Linked DNA regions of Mus musculus: region 1 is linked to region 2. Evidence: chromatin contacts called from public Hi-C data. All regions are on one chromosome and are shown on one strand. The core of a region is the stretch at or near the end of the contact, and the rest is flanking DNA. Distances in the headings are between cores, read along the strand shown.

The links. Hi-C and Micro-C count contacts between places; a contact is called where the count stands out from the background.
Region 1: a contact with region 2 is called in a Hi-C map of uterus, with 2.2 times the contacts expected there. The contact joins the enhancer-like site here to the promoter of Trim2 in region 2. A contact is called at or near these places in 1 of 484 Hi-C or Micro-C datasets (uterus), 3 of 115 datasets of contacts at active chromatin or transcription factors (bone marrow-derived macrophages, embryonic forebrain and embryonic stem cells) and 3 of 9 other capture datasets (adipose tissue, liver and pancreatic islet).

Annotation. Positions count from the first base shown.
Region 1 is chr3:83,941,248-83,946,693 of GRCm38.p6, reverse strand. It overlaps Tmem131l (transmembrane 131 like), which reads left to right. Exons shown (of 35, transcript NM_172681.4): 8 at 3,865-3,942; 9 at 4,154-4,307. Among named protein-coding and RNA genes, the nearest start is that of Tmem131l, 96 kb to the left of the region's middle. Within about 2 kb of position 3,298, at least 47 of the 459 cell types and tissues checked have an H3K27ac peak or open chromatin away from gene starts, as enhancers often do. A contact at or near this core is called in adipose tissue, bone marrow-derived macrophages, embryonic stem cells and 1 more, where this site is marked.
Region 2 is chr3:84,256,930-84,261,891 of GRCm38.p6, reverse strand. It overlaps Trim2 (tripartite motif-containing 2), which reads left to right and starts at 2,113. Exons shown (of 12, transcript NM_001271727.1): 1 at 2,113-2,567. Gm40078 (a long non-coding RNA gene) reads right to left here. Exons shown (of 3, transcript XR_867391.3): 3 at 3,668-4,962.

The sequences.
Region 1 (5,446 bases), core at 2,049-4,548, 320 kb after region 2:
AGTGGGTGGGTTGGTGAGCAGGAGGAGGGGGGATGGGATAGGGGGTTTTCAGAGGGGAAACCAGGAAAGGGGATAACATTTGAAATGTAAATAAAGAAAATATCTAATACAAAAATAATTTGTGAAATTATGTCCAGGCTATATGTATAAAGCATTTAAGACATAAGTGAATTTTGTATTTAGACACAAGTCCCACCCTTAAAAGAGCTAATGGTATGTGAGAGAGAATATTCCAGAGTTAAACATTTCCTTTTTTAAGCCCCTAGAATAGAGAAGCACAGAATCTTGAGTGGTTTCTTTATGTTATGCTTTTACTGAGCACACAAATCTTGCTTAATTTGGCAGATTATAAAAATCATCTATGTGAAAACTTACCAAGAATAACAACATCAGCTTGTAAATCATATGAGGTCACTGTGTTCTTAATTATGTTTAAATTGTCATTCTGAACGCTCAACATTATTTATCCATTCAGAGAAAAGTTAGAGGGAAGGAAACTATTTTAACCAAAAACCTAGTTCCAAGCAGCTCTTCATCTGTGCACATGTTTTCCCAGTTGTGTGGTGTCTGTGGACTGCACACCCTCTGTCAGTTCGCCAGCCATATATCAACTCCCTCCTTAGGCAGAACATGGAGTTGAGTGCTTATGATCTACTGAAGAAGGTAGACCTGACCAAATTGTTACCGTGCAAGTGAGGAACGTTAGAAAGAGTTAGGTAGCAGGTGTCCCTGTGTAGTGATGGGTGGCTGCTCAGGTATGGCTTCTGAGGGTATTTACGCTGAGGCAAATTAGATAGCAAGTAGGGGATGGTGGTAGGCAGGCTAGCAAGTGGGTTCACTCTACAGGAACAGCAGTTTCAAAGATACCAACTAGAGCAGTGTAGCCAGTGTGGACATGGGGGCCTTGATCTTGCAGTTCTCTTGCCTCCACCTCCACATGGTAGGTGCCGGCCATCGTGTCTGGCTTGTGAACTCACCCTTTGTGGAGGGAGAGTGGAGTGGAAAGGGTACAGGGAGGAAGTTAGCACACCGCAAGTTTCTCTCTCAATTACTGTGGCTAGTGTAGTTATTTATTTAGGCTCTGTACTCAGCGAGGCTGGCACTCAGCATCAATATGGTGCAGAGCTGACAAAGTGCAGAAAGTAAAGTGCCCAGCTGTGTTCCAGGAAAGCCTCATTCGCAGAAACAGGCAGAAGACTGGAGTTAGGCTGGGGACACGGTTCACCATCCTAGAGCTGCATGGTTTGGGGGGATGGAGGAGGCCAGTGTAACTGGCTATAATGGAGGCTCAGACGGTGAAGTGAAGTGGACTTCTCAGGTGTGAATAATGCCAGGGCTGCTGGTGGTGCTAAGATGATGAGTGGTTTAGGACCTCCATGTGCAGCAAGGTGCCCAGCTTGTTGCAGAGCTCCCTTGGGTGGAGGACGAAAGTGTAAGAAACGCAGCACCCAGATCAACCATGACTGATGGTCGGGAGACAGAAGCAGGGAAATAGAGAGAAGCAGGCTGTTTCATGTCTTTGGTGCAGGGATTTGTTCATAGTTTTACTTTGAGAGGTTGTTTGGAGTTTGTATTGGGAGTATGGATACCCATGTACTCTTGGCTGAAGAGTGATTCTTCTCTCTCTGGTCCATATCTTGAATGAGAAATGGTCTCTGTCTATACAGTGCTACTGTGTATCGCATGCGCAGCTTCAGGAGGGCGCACGGAGGGAGAACAGACTCCTTAACCATTCACCAGCCAGATCACAATGGCCCTTGAAGATCAGTGGGGCAGATGTAGCCAGCAGGCTGCCCTGGCAACCTCATAGCACTGCTCTGCTTTAGACAGAGTAGAATATTATTTACTAGCAGTAATTTTGTAAGTCTTTGTTGGATTTCACGTATATGCTCAAGGCATCTTGAATACTTTGTACTATACTTAAACATGTAATATACTTTATTATTTTTTTCTGCACTTCAGTTGGTATGAATGAGAACCAAAGTAATTCATTTTAGTACTGAGGGATGAATCAGTGGGTCCAGGTCCCTAAATATCAAAAATCCTCTGCTTTCCCTTTGAGTCATAGCCTGATCCCTAAAATGCATCCTTAGGTTTAGGGAAGTGATTCTGCTTAGCCGTGGCTCGCCTGGCATCAGGTACTCATACATAGTTAAGCAAGCTTTCCCAGTGCTCAGACTCTGGCTCCTGGGCTGAATATGTTTCTTTTGTAATGACTGTGACAGAGACCTTGTGCAGGAGAATCTGCCAAAGGCCATGTTTCTGAGATTTGTGTGCTGTGCTAACTTCACTGTCTCCTCTTATGTATGCAGCCCCACCCCAACCTGGACGATGGTATCCCTCCTTGATTGGGTTGTTCTCGTCTTCTCCTTGAAGTTCTATGAAAGATGGCTGAGATCTTTGAACTTGACAGAGTCCTGCATTCTTTCCTTATACTTCTGTCTTCCATCCATAGCCCTTTCATGTGTTAAAAATGGCAGGCAGTTGACATTTGGACATCTGTTTTTGAAGTTTCTGTCAGAGTCCACGTCATGGCTTCTAGTGGTCATTGAATTGAAAGAAGGTATACATTGAAAAGCAAAACAAGCAAGCAAACAATCCAGGAAGTTGATTGGGTATAATAGTGCATACTTGTAATCTTAGCATTTAGGCCTATGAGGCAGGATGATCTTATGGACACTCGGCTGTACTGTGAGACCTGGTTTCAAAAATCAAACCAGGCTGGGGCTGGAGTGTTGTGAATGGGCCTGGTGCTGTTTGTATTTTGATGCTAATTCTGTTCTCCTAGGAGGGGTTGCAGACAAGGAGTGAGTCATATACTCAGGTGACTTCTTGTGAACCAACCCCCTACTGAATAAAGGAGCCAATCACTGAGCGAGTAGGAGGGACTTCTGGGTTGGACAGAGGAAGAGAGAAACAGGAGAGAGTTAGTTCTTTTTGGATGGGGATAGCTTGAACAAAATGTAGCTACAAGTGTCTCCTGGTTTCAATGGCAGATCAGTCAGGATTTGACACCTGGATTTGGATTTAAAACAAGGCTTATGAGATTAGGATTTCATTGTTGCACCCAGCTATTAAGTTACGATTGTTCCTGAATTAAGTTTGTATGGTGTTTTGCTTCACACAGCAGTTTTTCTTGGTTCAAGAGAGAAAGGTATGGCTGGCAAAGTGTGGGTTTGCCTGATGTGCAACACAAAGGCCGTGGGGGATTTGAAGCATGGGGCTGGCATGTTAGTGACTGGCCAGTGAGAACCTAGCAAGCAGGGTGGAGAGATTTTGGAGCTCTGAGTCAGAGCGTGACTGCTGGGGCTAAGAGTAGCAGGGTGTAGCATAGGAACTTGCTGTTCCTTTTAATATTTCTTGCAACACTGGAGAGATGGCTTGATGGCTAAGAATACTTGTTGCTCTTGCAGAGTACCTCATTTTGGTTTCCAGCACTCTTGCACGGAGGCCCACAATGGCCTGTAACTCCAGTTTCAAAGAATCTATTGCCCTCTTCTGACCTTCTCAGACACTAGTACACACACACACACACACACACCTTTAAAAAAAGCAAAAAATAGTCAATAGGTTATTAATGGGTAACCCCACTTTAAAATAAAAGTGTAGTTCTTTGTTTTTAACCAAATACTAAACACACCCAAGACAGTATACATGGGATATACATACTCTTGCTTCCTGCCTTACTAGGAACTTTCATTCCTTCCTTGAGAGTGTACGCCTACTGACAACAGAATATATTTCCAGTACAGCATAGCATGCAGCAGTCAGTAGCTGTTTGGAACTCACTGTATGAATGACTCGCTCTTAGGACTGGATGATGCTTGGGGCCTCCACCTAAGTTTCCTTCCTTCTATCTTTTAGGCAGAGACCACTAATACCAGCCTGCTGCGGGTGCAACTGGAATGCAGTTTACATAATAAAGTGTGTCAGCAATTGAAGGTATAACAATATTTAGCAGATCTCAGTTTTCTTTCCTGCCTCTTAAAAATCAAAATGAAAACTGCAGTGTATTCTCATCCTCAATAGGCTCTTGCCTCGACTGTTTTCTTTTCTCCAGCAATATGCAGTCTTAGAGCTCAGATGATTTTTGTTTTGTTCTGTTTTGTTTTGTTTTTGAGTTTTTCTCCTTTCCCCACGCCTCCCATTTCAGAGTTGCTCTCTGGGATCTGATGATGCGCTACACTTGGAGATGAACATCATTGTAGCAGTGGAAAACTCCTCCAAGCAACCTGAAGAGAACACTCAAGCCCTGCTAGATCACCTCTCTATTGTCTATGTAGCTACTGATGAGTCTGACACCTCAGGTGAGGTGGGGCTTTACAGTTTCTGTTGTGGGACTAGCTCAGTCGAGTGTGCACTGGGTCCTGCCTCATCCATAAAACTGAAGCTACAAACTTTCTTGCAGCATGGCCAGGTTTCCCTGAGTCATTATTTGGTTCTTTCAGAGACTCAAGGCAGCCTCTGCTTGGGGTCGATTGCAGCAGGCACTGCTTCTCAGTCTGCAGCTGCCCTGCCTGCACCACTTCAGGGAGGCTAAGTAACCACAGCTCTCTGAGTCTCCTTGGGAATCATTTTTCTTGGCATTTTGCACAGATGGAATGGACTTGACTGCCTAAAATAAATGTTCACGAAGGGTTTGAAGTCCGAGTCTTGCTCCAGAGTTACTGAGTTGCAGAAGCTCAGTTGACCAGATCATGCTGTTTCTTTCGTATTCTTAGTAGCCAATAGCTGGTTGTTTCTGGATGTTTGACAACTTGGAGGAGAATTCTTTGGAAATGTGTATCCTACTTACTAGAAATAGCCTATTTTGGCAGTCTAGCTTTTGAAGAACACTTGCAGGAGATACATGCTGTCTGATGTATGAGATGCAGACTATGCCATTTGCTGTTATAACAGCTGTGTTCACATGTGTATTTATTACTCATTCCAAAAAAGATGAACACAGTGATACAGGAAAGCATAGTTACTCATCAACAGTCAGCAGGGTCATGCGTGCAGGGCCCTCTCCTTCCTCCCCTGCTACCAGTCTCCTGCTCGGGACTGAACCTATGACTTCCCATGTGCATCATTGCACTCTACAGTTTTAATTGTTGAGCAAACATCATTTACCTCCAGCATGTAGAATTGGATGTAGTATCAGTGGCCAGAACTCCCCTGCCCTTTGGTTTACAGTTTGTTCGGTTTTTTTAATGTCCAGGTGGGTACCCAGACTGAGAAAGACCCCCGTCCCTGGGAAACACATTTAGATGATGGATAAAGCAGAGCCTGCCTTGCTCCAAGATGCTAGAGTTTCATTCCTAGCAACACATTCATCTAGAGTGTGTTGCTTTAAGTAAGGAAACACAAGGCTATCCAGATGACTGTAGAGCATAGCGTTGCTTAAAACTATCTAGTTGGTTACTGTCATTCAAAGAGAGCATAGTATGTTTCTGTCAGCAGTGAA
Region 2 (4,962 bases), core at 864-3,363:
AAGTTCCCAGGCAGCGTTAAATAGAAGACATGATCAGACGAGTTGGTGTGTGTGTGTCTGAAATTTAATAAAACCCTCTTGTATTTTCTGATCCTCTTTCTCACCGTTTGCACCCAAGGCGCTGCCTGCTTGCCCACAGTGGCTTTTCTCCTCTCTGTCCTCTGATGTGACTCTGCTCACAGTGGGTGAATCTTATGAGTTCGATTGTTTTCCCCAAATTCCTACGTTGAAGCCTTAAGCCCTGCCCCCATACCTCAGAATGGGACATTTTTATGGGAAGAAGGTGATTTCCCATTACAAGATAGAAGTAAAATGCCGTTAGATCTTAGACTTCTCAAAATGTCCGAATGTTGAAGGCTTGTTCCCCTAGCCTCACCCCAGTCTGCAATACTACTGTCAAGTGCAGGAGTGTGTGACTTCAGAAGCTGGGCCTGGTAGGACAGAGTTCGGTTGTAGGCCCCTGCCCTTGAAGGGAATTTTGGAAGCACAGTCTGTACATGTCACTCTCCTAGTTCCCTGACCACCCATCGGTGAATCAGTTTCCTTTGTCATGTTCCCATCATCATGTCTCTGAAACAGAACCAAGAGAAACCTTTCCTCATTTTAAAATGATTATTTTAAGCATCTTGATATCGTGATAGAAAACTGACTGACACCTGAGGACAGATGTAATTAGTGAAGTGCAGTAATTCTGGAGTATGGTGGGCCCCTAACCTAATATGGCTAGCGTTTTACAAAAAGAGGCGGACATCTGGTCACGGCGAGCCAGGGAAAATAAGTGCTTACAATGCCGCTAGCCAAGGAACCAGGGGTCCTTCCTGGAGTAAGCTCCTCCCATCACACTGGCTGCAGGCTCCCAGGCTGTGAGGCAATTTATTTCTGTTATTTAATCTCCTCACTTCCAGGTACTTTGTTTTGACAGATGCAACACACCAATACAAACCGTTTTTCTCTACTCTGTATTTACCTTCGCTGTCTAACCACACACCTGCCCAACCTGTCTTGCTTAGCCAGAAGGTCCCAAATACTTTAGAAATCTGTGTGGCTGATTTGTATTCTGTGACCTCGTTCTGAACCCAACTCCTGGCTTCTCTGGGTCCTCTCTCATTTTCTTCTACTTGTCCTGCCACAGGAGGCAGACAGGAGGCTATGACCTCTGTAGGATACCTTTGCCCCACCCCTGTAATGGGCATTTTATTTTAGTCTCTCTCTTGCTGTCTTTGGAGTCTTTCCCCTTCATTTCAAACTCACCTCCACCCCCTTTCTAGGTTGGAGTAGCCTTGTGAAATTATCTTTCTGCGGTGGAAATCTTATTACATCACTTGCCAGCTCCAAATCTCTCAGAGGGTCCCTTTAGTTTCTAGTCAGATGCCAAGGTCCCAGTTTACCTAGGACGACAAGCACGGTGACCTAACTTCTTTGCCATCCACCATAGAGCATCTATCTGTCTTCATTGCTCCTGCTCTGCCCCTAAAGCCACATTCAGGATCAGCTAGTGCCCAGCCTCTTTGTTCTAGAGCCTGCAGAAGCCCAAAATTTAAAAGGCTTGTCCGGGAGGTGGCGGCAGGTGGGGGTTGGAGGTGGGGAGCTGTCTTTGGATTCTAGACTGATTGAAAAGCCCCATCTGTGCTCTCCCCAACCCCACCCTATGTTTCTTTGACTGTAATTTTTCAGGGTTGGGAACTGGTAAGTCTCCCTAGCATAACCAGCCCAACACAGTAGAGCACTTGAGAGGAAGTAGCGACTTCACGCTGTCAAAGGCACTCCAAAGTGAGGAAGGGACGGGGGGGGGGGGGGGGGGGGCGGAGAAACAGCAATTTTGCCCAGCTGTTTGGGAGAATGAAAAATCAATTTGCAAAGACAGCACTTCCTCATCCTTTTCAGCGCTGACTGTATCATAACTGACTCGTGAATTGGAATTAAAGCAAAGCTTTTCCCCTTGTCACGGTCAGCAGTGTGTGCTTTCAATACCGAACGCCCGGCGGTGGAGGCAGGCTGCGTCGAGCTCGCTCAGCCCGGTACAGCTGAAGTCACTTCCCCTGCAGGGACAGAGCGTGCTTTCGTGGGGTGGGCGGGCGGGTGTGTGTGTGTGAGAGAGAGAGAGTTTTCCGCAGTAGACCTGAAAACCCAGCCAGCCGCGGATTGGCGCATCCCGGCTGCGGCCGCCTGAGTCATCCGAATCGTTCTGGAACCGGGCACCAACTTGCGTGTTTGTCCGCGGCTCTTTGTGCGCGGATCAGCTGTACCGTGGGCTCTGGCATCTAATCCAGGATTTGCCTCTGCGCGAGGCTTATGGAAAGCAGATGTCTCGCCGCTCTGGGACTGAGCACAGAATGGAAGTGACCCAGAGAGGAGCTGTTTGGTACAGACGACACGGAGGGAAGGCCCCGGCGCGGCCCGCGAGGCCAGCTCCGCTCCTCGCGTCCGTCCTCTCTGCCGAGCCCGCCGCTCAGATCGTGTCCCGCGAGCGAGCCGTGTGACCGTGAGGCCGCGTGCGGCGGGAGCCGGGATACCGGGGTCCGCGGCCGCCAGAGATCCGGGTGCGAGCAGCAGCCGCGAGGGTCGCGGTAAGTGTCCCTGGGGGTGGGGGCGTGAGGGGCGCGGGCGGTTTTTCGGAGCTGTCAGCCCGCCAGCACTGTTCCCGGAATCTCACGGACCCTCTGCAGACCCTGACCTGCAAGGAACGCTTGCAAAGTCATTTGACCCTGGAGTAGAAAGCGACTCTATAATCTTAAAGCTTGGAAAGGTGTCCTCTTCCCACCCCCACCCCCAACCCCATTTCTTTTTCTTCCAAAAATAAACAAACAAAAAAATGTTCTTTCTCTTTGAAGGAACTACTCAGCTAGATTCCTGTCTATTAGTTTTCACGCTTACCCTCTGGCCAAGCTCACGCTGCACGTCTGGTTTATTAAAAGGTGGAGATGTTGCCTTTCTGGGCTTTTTGATTGATGCTGAAAAATCTGCATGCTGCTGTCAAGATGTAAAGGATTGGGGGTGGGGAGGAAGCTTGTCCCAAAAATGCTTGTCAGATGCAAAGCATTCCGCGAACCCCAGACATTTCCCCATTTGTAATCTAATCGATTCCAGGGAGCAACTGACTTATTTTCTGCAACTCCTTAATCGAATTAGGGCACAGATAGCGTTAGATTCAAATACTTTTTAATTCTAGTGTGTGTGTGGGGGGGAGGGGGAACGGGACACGTATTTATTTATTTTGAGGTTCTGGGGAATTAATGCTCGGCTGAACTGATAAGTTACGGCCCCACCTCTCAAATGCTTTTTAGATAGTACATTTAACAGCATTTGAAGTTCTGAGAGTCTAAAGATTAGGCTACACGCTAGGATATACATGAGAGGTTGTTCTTGTGACAGTTTGCATATCTATGCCCGCCCCCCCCCCCGCGCCCGCTCAGGGTTGGTTGGTTTGTTTTTCCTTCTAAGATGGAGCTTAACCTTCACATCTGTATTCTTGAAATATAGTTATAAGCTCAGTACAGCATAACAAGTACTTCCAGATTCCTTCCTGGGGGCGGGAGTTACTGTGCTGGATTTTATATGACCTCCAGTTTCAGATTTCCACTCCATTTCACCCTTAACAGAGCCAGCATGGGCGCTTCAACTCCAAGCAACAGAAGAGCAGGAGTGATTCAGAGCACTTGGCCCACCACGGCCTTGAACCAAGACAGAAAGCATTTTATAGACTTTTTATGATATGCACTACATTCCCGTCCTGTTCAAACATAGGCTCATATAATGATTAAAGATCAATTAAAGAGAAGCAGGCCCTGCCTCCCTTCTCCCTTGGGTAAATACGGTCTCCCCTTTCTTCCCTCCCTCATTTGCAGAATTCTATTTCACTCAGTTACCATGACCTCATTTTGGATTGCGGCATACATGGGGCCATCAACTGTCATTATCAATGTTTGTTTCAGTGAAAATGTGCCCTGTCAGTATCTTCTGAGAACGTTTACTCAAACCTTACCTTTATTTTCCTAGAAAACTCTCCATGTATATAAATTGTACTGTGTCAAAAAAAACAAACATGGCATCCATACCTTTAATTATTCTTATATCATCCCGTTACTGGTGGCTTGTGTGGATTATTATTTGGTGAGATTGTAGTTTCTATTTTATACTGAAATACAGGTAGAGAGAACTTCTCATAGGACACTAAATATAAATAAATGGGTTTGAAAGTATGGCCATTAACATGGAATGCTCTGGCCTTTTCTTTAGTCTATTGACTCTTCAGGAAGAACTAATAGTTACCATGCAGTTCAAGAGTGGTTTGTTTAGAGTCCAAGCTACAATAATTTACCGCTGTCCAAATTCATCACTGTGAGGATGTGGCTCATTCAGTGGAGAGGACCCAACGAGGTAATATTACAGTTTCCAAAAAAGCATTGGGAAGGCTCCCACAGCTAAGATCCAATCAGCGGCAGGGCCTACCTTGTTACTGACATTCCTTATTCAGTGAGGCCCATCATGGTATCGTGTCCCTACTGAACAAGCAGCCCCCTTTTGGTCTGTCCTTACTCCCTAAACAGCCAGCAGAACTGCGATTCAAAACTGCATAGGTGTTACAATCTGAGATGACTTAAAATGGGCAGGGGATTGGCGTAGGTTATGAGCAAGAGAAGGTAGTTTTGTACAAGCACTTAGTTATATGCAGAGTTTAATGTCTACGGGGGTGAGGATGCCCTTGAACCAACCCCTTCAGATGCCAAGGAATTGCCCTATTTCTTATACTCTTATATATTAGACTTGAAAACTGAATGGTGAGTTAGCAAGTCTTTTTTTTTTTAAATAAAATATGCATTTACTTATATGCATTTTATGTGCATTGGTGTTTGGCCTGCTTGTATGTTGTGTGAGGGTGTTGGATATCATGGAACAGACAGTTGTGAGCTGCCATGTGGGTCCTGGGAATTGAACCTGGGTTCTCTGAAAGAATAGCCAGTT